2 separate regions of the Sus scrofa genome follow, and region 1 is linked to region 2. A link is a contact called in public HiChIP or PLAC-seq data. All regions are on one chromosome and are shown on one strand. The core of a region is the stretch at or near the end of the contact, and the rest is flanking DNA. Distances in the headings are between cores, read along the strand shown.

Region 1 (5,470 bases), core at 2,112-4,611, 300 kb before region 2:
GGGGGCTTCCTTCCTCCCCTTTGGCAAGGCTGGAGCTGAGTCTGGCCCGCCTCTGACTCCAGAGCCCGGGTGGGGCTCAGAGTGGGCATTGCTGATGACAAGCCTGGCCGGCACAGGTGAGGGAACTGGGGGGGGGGGGGCACTGGGCCCTGTCTTGTCCTTTGGCTGCCCCAGAGGCCCCCTGCAGCTTTGACCTGACGTCCCCATTACTCCACCTGGAGCACCCCCAGGACGCCTCTCTGTCCAGAGGAGCAAGCTTGGCCCCTGCGACTCTCACTTAACCAATGACAGATGGCAGTTGGTGGATAAACTCCCACCCACCCACCCCCGACGACACGCACCTGGCGGCAGTGCCCGGCTGTGCCCTAGCCTCTGCAGGCGGCCTCAGCCCTGGTTGCCCACAGCAGTTCTGCCCATTGACACATTGTCCTGGTCCTACCGCCCACCTTCTCACTGTTATCCCCAGGGATCCTTTTCCTGCTTTCTTTTCTTTTCTTTTTAGGGCTGCATGTGTGGCATATAGAGGTTGCCAAGCTAGGGGCTGAATCGGAGTCATAGCCCCTGGCCTACACTACACCACAGTAACGCCAGATCTGAGCCGCATCTGTGACCTACACTGCAGCCTGTGGCAACACGGGATCCTTAACCTACTGAATCGGCATCCTCATGGATACTAGACGGGTTCTTAACCCGCTGAGCCACAACAGGAACTCCACGGGGATGCCTTTCAAATGGCCTCCCCCACCCCTGTCCAAAGCTCCTCCTGGCTGTGGAAACTCCTACAGAATCGCTGGGCTGGGCTGCCGCTCAGCCCCCTCCACCATCCTGGACTCCAATCCAGGCTTCGTCCTGCCCTGGCTCTGCTGGGCAGGGGGGCAGGACCAGATCCCTGGTCACTCACACTAAAAGAATGACCAGACAAGGACCTAACAAGAATTTTCCTGCAGGGCTCTGGTTGCCCTGCAAAGCCCTGTGCACCCCTCCACCCACCTGGTCCACATACCCGCCCCCCTGTGATACGGGCACTGCTTTTATTCCCAGTTTACAGATGAAGATACAGAGGCTCAGGGAGGTCAGACGTGTCGGTTGAGGCAACAGAGCCCAGCAAAGGCAGGTGGGGGCTGGAACCTGGGCTTCACTTGAAGGAGCAAGATTCCAGGGTGAAGGTTGCTAACCGGTTGTCAGGTATCATGGCTTTGAATAGTTGTTTTCTTTTTTCTTTTTTTAAATTTTAAATTAAAGTGTAGTTGATTTACAATATTCTGTTGATTTCTGCTGTACCTCGAAGTGACCCAGTCATACATATAGTCACATTCTTTTTCTCATGTTATCCTCCACCATGTTTTATCACAAGTGATAAGAGTTGTTTTCTTTAAAGCCAAAACCATTTGGGAAACAGCTGCGAGACCGCATATTTCCTATATTGGGTGATGCCTGCTGTGGCCCGGGGCGGTTAAGTCTGCAACCCGTTCGTAGTGACCCAGACCAAATGCTGCCCCAAGATTCTACAGGGAGGGCTTGCGGTCCAGCTCAGGACTCAGGTCTGACCTCCTAGGGCTGGGACCCAGGACACAAGAGGACTGTCTGGGCGGGAGGCTGGAGTTTCCCCTCCCTGCTCCAGGTCTCTGGGCTCCTCCAGTCTCAGGCTCTGGAGAGTGTAAGGCTGAGTTTATACCCGAGCTGTGTGGTCTTGGGCCCATGATGGTACCTCTCTGAGCTCCAGTTTCCTCATCTGGAATATGAGCCTCATAGTCTTTGTTCCCAGGGCATTGCTGGGATTAGAGAGCCCAACACGTCTTTCAGCCGATGCTCATCAGTTGGGCAGGAGACACTTCCCAGAGGGCTCACTTTTCTGGCTTCTTAAGGCGGGGCAGTGGGTCAGGTGAGAGCGGGAAGGCCTGGGGGCACAGGGGGTGTTAATAGTTTGTTCTCCATGTGAGGCCCTGCTCCCCTGGGGTTTGGGGGATTGGGAGTAAAGCCACCACTCAAGCCTAGTGGCGACTTTCTGGCTCCCTTCTCATTACCTGCCTATTAGGACACAGTGAGCCTAGGGGACAGACATTCATGGCAGTGGGACCCCAGAGATGACAGTCATCTTAGGAGACACTCCAGGCCTGGTGAGGGTCTCCTCCTGATTCTCTCTGCCACTGGGGGTCTCCAGGTGGAGGGCAGCCCAGAAGATCCATTCCTCCCCAAAAGAGACCCCCAGGAAGACACTTCCAGGACACTTATTCTATTTTTTTTTTTCTTTTTATGGCTACACCCATGGCATATGGAAGTTCCCCGGGGCGAGGAGTGGAATTGGAGCTGCAGCTGCAGCCTATGCCACAGCCATGGCAATGCTGGATTCTTAACCCACTGAGTGAGGCCAGGGTTCAAACCCACATCCTTATGGACACTATGTAAGGTTTTTTGGTTTTGCTTTTGGTTTTGTCTTGATTTTTTTGGTCTTTTTATGGCCTCACCATGGCATATGGAGGTTCCCAGGCTAGGGGTTGAATCAGAGCCTGCCTATACCACCGCTACAGCAACGCAGGATCCGAGTCACATCTGCGACCTACACACCACAGCTCAGGACAACACCGGATCCTTAACCCACTGATCGAGGCCAGGGATGGAACCCATGTTGTCATGGATGTTAGTTGGGTTCGTAAACCACCGAGTCACGACGGGAACTCCACTTCGTCAGGTTCTTCACCTGCTGAGCCACAACAGGAACTCTAACCCTTATTCTAAAATGACAGACACATACATATACATAGTGGGCCTGTCTGTATTTAAACTTACAAAAAAGAAAAAAAAAAAGCATCTCCATATTCTATTCTATGGAAACTTGGAAACACTTGTGATCCTGTTTGAACAAATTTCTTGATGACATTAACTGAATTAGATAATTATATATTTGGATATTTACCATGAGCTATAGATAACACCCAAATGTCACCAAATAATTTGCACTGATTTTTATAAGGGGGGTTAGCTGTTTTCTCTGTTCTCCCCTGCCTTTCAGCTGCTCCTTTCCGCAGGCTGCGCTTCTGGGCCAGCCCAAAGCCTGGTGCAGAGGCCCTGGACTGACACGCAGTGGGCGGCCCCATCCCGCCCCACGGGCCTGCGGCGGCCTCTCTGCAGCCTCCACCACCACCCCAAAGGCCCCAGACGCGGTCCTCGGTCTTGGGGAGGGCAGAGGCTGCTTCCAGACCTGGAGAGGGCAAGGGCTGGGCAGCTGGATCCTGGAGGGGCGGGAGGTTTCCTCCCTGGACGCCGCGAGCAGGGACGTGGGCCCTGCCTCGGCCTCCTGGTCCCGGGGAGGTCAGGGCGCGGCGGGGCCCTGTCCCCGCGGAGCCCACGGCCGCCGGTAGGGGGCGCCTTGGTCATGCATTATTCATCGCCGAGCCGCCCGCCCGCCGCCTCCCTCGCTTTCCTCGCGCGGGCTGTGGGCTGCGCGGAGGAGCGGGAGCGCGGAGCCTTCACAATATTGTGGCAGCTCCGCGAGTGACGGCTCAGGGGAGGCGGGGGTGCGCAGCCTTGGCGGCGGGCGGCGGGCGGCAGCGGGAGCTGGGGCTGGGAGGGGTCGGGGGTGGGGGCGACGCGGGGTCACAGGGCTGAAAGGGGGCTCAGGATGGGAGGGCTTGGTTAGCGTAAGGGCAGAGCTTTTAGCATATCCATCCATCCATCCATCCATCCATCCATCCATCCATCCATCCTCCCTTCCTTCCTTTTTTCCATCAGGTCGCTAATGCCCAGGAGCATCTGCTTTGTGCCCGGTGTAGGTGATATGATGGTGAGCAGGACAGGCAAGGTCCCTGTCCTTAGAAATTTAATCGCCAAGTTGGGGGAGGGGGAGAGAAAAAGCACATAAACGCAAATTAAGATAATTCCAGTTAGTAACAAGTGCTCTCGTTAAAACCAAACTCTCTGGCGTGACAGGGAGTGTGTGTTGGGGGCTGTCTAGGTGGCCTGGGAGGGCTTCTGTGAGAAGGTGACCTTTGTGCAGAGATCTGAAGAATGGCAAGGATGTTTCTGACCTTGGCCGGTCCCTGGGCCTCTGGGGCCTCTTCTTACCCCGCCCCTGGGCTTCTAGGGATGCTCAACCCCCACCCCACAACCCCAAGAAGCAAGGAGGAAGTTGAGTCTCTAGTTCTGGCTGAGGGCTCCGTGGGCGTCGGGGGCGACCCTGCTCAGCCCAGTCGGGGCTGCCCGTATTCTCAGAGGTGGAGTCAGGAGACCAGCCAGCCAGCCCTGGAGGAGCTGTGGGTATCGGGGGTTGAAAGGAGCAGTTTCCAGGGGCCCCCTTCCCCACCCCTGCACGGACCCCGGGCTAGGGACGCTTGGAGTCCCGGAGCCCTGGATGGAGCTCTCACCACCGCAGCCCTCCCACCCCAGGCCTTGCATGTCTCAGCCCCAGGCGGGCAGGGGGCACGGAGGGCGTGGGCTCGGGGTCATCACCAGCATCGGATTTCCTTTCACTTGTGCAAAGACTCGTTGACGCCTGAGCACATCAATATCCTTAATGACAGTGAGAGGAGCTGGGACTCCAGACAGCCCACGGCTCCCCCCCCCTCTCTTTCCTTCTCTCCTTTCCTCCTGTCTCTGCTCCCCTCTCTCCCTCCTCGCTCTTGCCTCTCTCTCTCTCCTTCCCTCCTTCCTCTTCCTCTGTTTTGCTACCTTTCTTCTTTCTTTCCTTTCTCTCAGCCTCCACTCCCCCTCCCCCTTTTCCCCTCCCCCCTCCCCCTCCCCCCTTCTCCTCTCTCTCCCAGCTCCCAGGTCCCCACAGTTCTTGGGCATTCACAAACTTCCCACCCCGCAGCTCTGGCATGGGGTGGGGGGGCAGCTGGGCCCGTCCCTCTGCGGGTCTGTCCATCCCCAGCTGGGCCCCGACACCAGCCACCACCGGCAGGCAGGGCCCACGTGCTGGGGCCCAGGGCAAGGCGGCCCGCATCCTGCAACCACCGCCCCAGAGGCACACACTCAAGCTTTTTGCCTTTTGCCCAAAGGCACCTGGGCTTCTGCCGCCCATGCCCCATGGCATGCTGAGACATGAAATAGCCAAGTTTGGGTGTGGGGTGGCACAGGAGAGGGGAGAGTTTTGGGGAGGATTTTCTGTTTTGTATTTTTTATGACCATATATAATTTCGCATTTCTCCCCTCAGCCCCTGCCTCCTTGGCTCCCAGATGTGTCCCACACTGAAGAATTATCTCTCGTCCCTAGAGTGAAATAAATGCAATCAATATGAGTATTGCTCTCAGGGCCTTGAAATATTACATTAATGTTCCATGTGGTGACATTTTAGCTGGAATTTTCAAATACATTATGATGGTTCAAATTAATATTTATCAGATCAGCTTTTATATTTTGCAAAAGAGAGAGAGAGGGAGAGAGGGAGAGAGAGAAAAGGAAAGACAGAGAGAGCATTATTAAAATACAAAATGCAGATCAAGCCTAAAATCGATGGTCCATTTTCCCAGCACT
Region 2 (5,732 bases), core at 1,775-4,274:
CACGAGAACATTCACTGAGGCATGGTTGGAAACAGCAAAAGACTTAAATGTCAACCTAAATATCCACTAATTTGGGACTGATGCAAAAAAAAAAAAAAAAAAGATTATGACACTGGAATACTATGCAGCCATCAAAAAGTGAGGCAAATCTATATGCATTAAAGTGGCAAGACACTATTGCAAGTGTAAGATAAAGCAAGAAATATGCTGCAATTGTATTTAAAAAGTGTTTGTTAATAAATATTAACGTGCTGTCATATGGCTAGATCATCTTTGGAATGCTACATAAAAACCTCTAATAGCAGCGTTCTGGGGAAAGAGGATGCGGGGGGTTGGGGGGGCTAGAGATGACAGGAAACAGTCTTCACTGTCTAGCCTTCTTTACTGTCTGCATTTTTGAAACCATGTAAATATCTTACCTTTTCAAAAAAGAAAAGACGAAAAACTTAAAAAAATACTACTACTGTACATGACAGCATCACTTTGCTTTTCTTTGTAGCATTGCTGCAGGCATGTAAGAAGAGTCATTCTTCATTTTCAGAGAAAACCTCAAAACAACTCAGTAAATGAAGAAGGGCTGTTTTTCCCCCAAGTTCCTCTGTGCCGCTGACCCCCCATTGCAGGGTGAAATGTAGAAACCTACTTAACTCAGCCGTCTGGGGGGAGCAAGTGTTACCAGCTCTCCCCACCCCCCAGATGGAGAAACCACAGCGTTCAGCTGGTCTAACTGCCTTACTTCTCATTCTGGATGCTGAGCAAAATCTGTGGAGTTCAAGACAAGTTTGGATAACGAGAGGAGCAGGAAAATTGATGGGGGGAACACCCGTCAGGGTGATGAATAGGCTGGTCCAGAACAGCAGGTGACGGATATGCAGATGCAAGACTGGCAGGGAAGGAAGCTGGTCCACTCACAACAGATGGATGGAGATGCTCAATCATCCTCAGGAACAAGCGTGGCTGCCACACACGCCCTGTCTGCTCCGGCAGCGCTCGCTCACCTGCGGGGCACAGCCTCCCGGCCCAGAGGTTCTCCGCGCTGGAGCCACACAGGGGCAGGGCCAGAGCAAGAGCAGGAAGATGCCACTCGACGGTGAGCTGACCTCACGGGGACCGACTATGAGTGGACTTCTCCCCCAGCTTCCGTGTTGTCTCACAGTAGCTCTCACCCCCAAGGAAGGCTTGGTGACCTGTTTGCCCAGGCCCGGGAGGCCGCCCGGGATGTGGGAATCCCAGTAACAAAGCTGGGACAGTCCTGGAATTCCTGGGTGGCCTCGCAGTTAAGGATCCTGCGTTGTCACCGCTATGGCTAGGGTTCGATCCCTGGCCTGGGACCTTCCGCATGCTGTGGGCATGGCCAAAGGAAAAAAACTAAAACAAAAATTGGAACAGTCCTGGGCAAACCAAAACCGATGGCCACCCTACTTACTGGCCGCCGTCCTCTCCTTTCTCTCTCCCTCTTCACCATCAGTAAGCGAGAACCTGGATCAACCCAAGTTCCTAACCGAACAGAACCCAGCGTGGAGGGCCCCAGTCACCCAAGGTTAACAGAGAGGTAAGACAGTACGAAAACTCATCCAATCCTGGTCTTTTCTCAGAACAGGAAGTCTCTTTCAAATCTCTGTAATACATGAGGCTCGATTACTCCAGCAAATACAGGAATGAATCTAAATCGTGATGCCATAAGCATGCCTCTCTAACAAAGACTCAGAAGGGCCAGAGAGCCCCACACAGAGCCGATACTGTTCTTTCCAGCTCAGCCGCAGGAGTTTCTGAGGATGAGGAAATGGGCCACAATCAAGCACAGGGTGATAGCTGGCAAGACCTTCGGCCCGCTTCCCCGCCCCCACCAAGCGATCTGCTGGACCCGAGCTCGAAAAAACAGCGTTATAAAAATACTCTGGCTTTCCTAAGACACATTAAAGAATTAATTATAAAGCAAAGCTGAAGGAGAAAATTAATTTTAGAAACACATGAGGTTACAATTTTTTTTTTTTTCCTGGAGATGGGGAGGAAACAGTTATTTTCGTTTTCATCCTGGGGGCACAGGCTGGGAGCTGTCCAGTCGATAACCTGGCCATCAGAACAAGGTTTGTAATTAAAAGGTCAGTGACCTGGAAAGCCAGGGCCCCACTCCCAGAGCTACTCAGTAATGATGGAGCTATTAAATTAAGACTGTTATGAAATCAATGCTAAAAAAGCTTTCATGGTAACGAGATTCCATTCAAGGACATGCAAACTACCTCATGAAATGGATGTAAATGATAAAAAAGAAAAGTAATAAAAGAGAGTTAAATTGAAATCTGTGTAAGAAGTCACTCCCCCTTAAAATACTCCAGCGAGAGAAGCCCTTCACCTCTACCCCACAACCAAGGTTGAGACCGTCAGGTTTCTTCCTCAAGTTCATTTCCAGCAAGGAGGCAGTTTTGCTCCTGGGGGTTCCGCTTCCAGGAACAGAAGAAAGATCAGATCTGGTTTCACCTCTGAGAACCAGAGAGCATGGCGGTGTGTTCTTCTTGTTTCACTTACCTGCACGATCCCTGACCCCTGATCTGTCCGTTAGATCAGGAAGAGGACAGCCCTTGACTTAACACGCGTGACAAGGACACTGTAAGCCCAAGGGTTGGCCAGCACTACCCAGGCCCCGCCATGCAGAATCACAGAGAAAAGCGGATGATGCTCATCCTCCTTCTAGAATCCTGTTCTGCAACAGATGTCAGAGGGGAAGCTGATGGGCAATGCTTCCTTCCCCTACCTCATCTATCCCGGCACCCGCCACAAGCAAGCATCGCTTTTACCCGCCGTATACTCAGACTGCCAAACGTGTTTGGAGGCAGACTGCCTCCTGCATTTTGTGGTTGGACAGGGTGTCAGATCTGCATAAGCCTACTGGCAACAATGTCCAAACTTCTAACTTTCTGGACTGATTCTACTGCTGTTTTCAAGTTACTCTAACCTCCTGGATTGCAGCCTGCTTAAAGCCCCAGATAGGATGCCTGCCTGGCAAGAACTGCTTCTATATATAGACCAGTTCTATGAGGGCTTAAACCCCACACACAGTCCAATTATCTTCATGTGTGGCTGGCTCTCCAGCTGATGTCATCTGCAGAATCAAGCGGTTGGAAGGAAAACAAAAACATTTATTCTAATACTCTGAAGGTGAACAGCTGCTTTTCTCTTTCATCCAAAAAATTCCCGATAAAAGAAAGAAATGTTGTAAATTACACAAACTGGCAGTACAAGCTTCAAAGAAAATGATAAATGATTCTAATAACTTCATGTTTCTCATTAATGACTCCATATTCCGACTTTAAAGCATCCAAAAGAGATCTCAAAGAAACGAAAACAAAAAACACAAACACCAAAGACCTTTGCAAACCAATGCTCTTCCATCTGTAGAAGAGCTTTCACTCCCTCTCCCCACCCCGGCCCCTGAAATCAGAGAGCACACATTTAACCTGTCAGGTGCAGGGATGGGATGAAGCCCCTGCTCTGGGCTGTGGCTTCACGATAAAACAAACACCACGGATGTGCCTAAAGTCACCCTCATTTTCCACTGAACTGACATGCACTACAGGGACCTCAATTTCTATATTAAATATTAAATAATATTAAAAGAAAAACAAAATTAGCTCTGCCTTTTCAGGAAAGAGATGTTTATTAAAAAAAAAAAAAAAAAGTCAAGATTATAATTCAAGGCAATGCTCCACTGCAATTCCCTGAAGTGACATTTGCTAGGAAAAGCCAAGACTACAGTAGCTGTGAGCTCGCCCAAAGCCAGCACTCCAACCCACCATTGCAATGAGTCCTGTGGGGAGACATGCCGGAGGATGCCAGGACCTTGGTCCCTCCCCTCAAGACACGTTCCCCAGCCCCAAAGACCAGTGAACCAGCTTCTTTTCCTTCCCACTCGCTGCTGGGGACAGGGCAGCTGCAAGCTCCTTTACAAAAGCTGCTCCCCCCAGGGCCCCCGCCCACCCAGCAGAGATGGTGCCAAGCTACACTGATCGCGTACGCCTGACCCTAGGAACAGCCGGAAATTTAAAAAATGAAGTTTAAATCCACAGAGGGCTCTTCTTCCCCAGACGCCCATCAAACCTTGGAATTCTTTGCCCAGAAAAGGTCCTGCCAGAACTTACCCTATTGGGATTCAACTCGGAAATAGATAATTACTGACTGAAGCAGCATTTTAGAGGATAATGGAGGTGGGTGATTAAGTCCAGTGATCCCGGGTGTAAGTGCGGGCTAAACGCCTGTGGTTCTCTTTAGAGGAAGAAACAGGCAGGGTGCCTCTCAAGTTTGCTGCTGCCTAAAATTCTAAAAACTCTAAGCCACGCTGGGGGTCGAGGAGGAATTCTGCTCGCTAACAAGCACTCATCTCCTTCGGGTCCTCGTTCACATGTCATCCTCCCTGAGGGACACCCTCTATGCACCTCGTGCAGGAGTGCAACCCGGTCGGACACAGCACCGGCCCCTCCAGCCCACAGCCCAGCCGCTTCTCCTCCATGGCGCCCGGCCATCTGACAAACCACATGTTCTGTTTTTTTTCATTTGTTGACTTGTCTTCCTTTCCCCGGTAGAATTTAAGCTCTGAGAGGGCAGGGCTTTTGCCTGTTCTGTTCTCAGCACAGGGTAAACACTCTCAGTTGAATTAATTGATTGTTGTTATTTTTTAAAGGAGCAACAAATAATAATTATACCAAACAGTTTCCTCTCTACAGTAATGATTAGCCAACTAACTCAAAAGTATTATTTGGCCCAGAGTTTCTCTCTCTCTTTTTTTTTTTTTTCTCTTTCTCTCCCTCTCCCAGTCAGGGATTTATTAAAATTAAACAGATTAGATGGAGCTCCTGATACTCAAACTGCTCAGCAAAGCCTGCAGTAGGGAAGTGCCGAGCAAACACCAGAGACATTTGTCTCTAAATTGCTCTAAATACCTTCTGCAAATGAAATTCTAACCCAGCTGCGTTTGAGAGAAAATGAGGAATAACTGGTCATTGCCAGTGGAAGAGAAGATCAGGCAGTTATAATATTGCACAATATACTGGGGCGAAGGATCTCTCGGCAACCATAGATTTTGTCTCAGGTTACCCCGGGTAATCAGCACGGCTTTTAGGCTCAGCTTTCCCCAGCTTCAATGCTTTGATGAGAGAGCTGAAATCCCCAAGCTTTTATGATTAATTACTCCCCATAGGTACACATATTTCAAGGAAAAACTCTTTTACGGCATGATGGCTGCGGAGTGGAGGGGCGGCCGACGCACTCCAAATTTTAATAATCTCCTGCTGATGCGGAGCCAGCGTGATGCTGCCAGGAAGCGCCCAGCGCCCTTACCAACTCAGCCACAGGGACCGGCCTTGAGGTTCCTCTAAACAGCTGCCTGTGAGTGAAAGGCTTGGGCTGATGCTGCCCAAGCCCCACGAGCGCCACCTGGGACCTGGCCCTGCAGCATCACTTCACTGGGGTACCATGGGGCAGACCTAGGAGATACCCCCACACCATGCCATCTTCCTTTTCAGCCACTAATGACGTAAACCCCAAACCCCAGAATTTTGAGGCTGACATTCCAGCCTCTGTGAGAAAGAGTTCTGTTGGGGGGCAGGGGCAGGGGCGGGGGGGAGGACACTCACTTTCCTCCCTTACGGTATTTAAAAGGCTTTAAACAACGTCCTAGCTTTCCAGAAAATTGAATGTTCAAAGGAGAAAAGTCAGATTTCTTTTTTGGTTTGTTTGGG

The links. HiChIP or PLAC-seq counts read pairs in DNA pulled down with a chosen protein or histone mark.
Region 1: a contact with region 2 is called in an H3K27ac HiChIP or PLAC-seq map of skeletal muscle. The contact joins two enhancer-like sites. A contact is called at or near these places in 2 of 47 Hi-C or Micro-C datasets (embryonic fibroblasts and skeletal muscle) and 1 of 2 datasets of contacts at active chromatin or transcription factors (skeletal muscle).

The regions. Positions count from the first base shown.
Region 1 is chr6:71,091,527-71,096,996 of Sscrofa11.1, reverse strand. No RefSeq gene overlaps it. Among named protein-coding and RNA genes, the nearest start is that of MIR9861, 31 kb to the right of the region's middle. Within about 2 kb of position 3,361, at least 16 of the 83 cell types and tissues checked have an H3K27ac peak or open chromatin away from gene starts, as enhancers often do. A contact at or near this core is called in skeletal muscle, where this site is marked.
Region 2 is chr6:70,791,778-70,797,509 of Sscrofa11.1, reverse strand. The region is part of intron 3 of PEX14 (peroxisomal membrane protein PEX14); the gene reads right to left. Among named protein-coding and RNA genes, the nearest start is that of PEX14, 57 kb to the right of the region's middle. Within about 2 kb of position 3,024, at least 11 of the 83 cell types and tissues checked have an H3K27ac peak or open chromatin away from gene starts, as enhancers often do. A contact at or near this core is called in skeletal muscle, where this site is marked.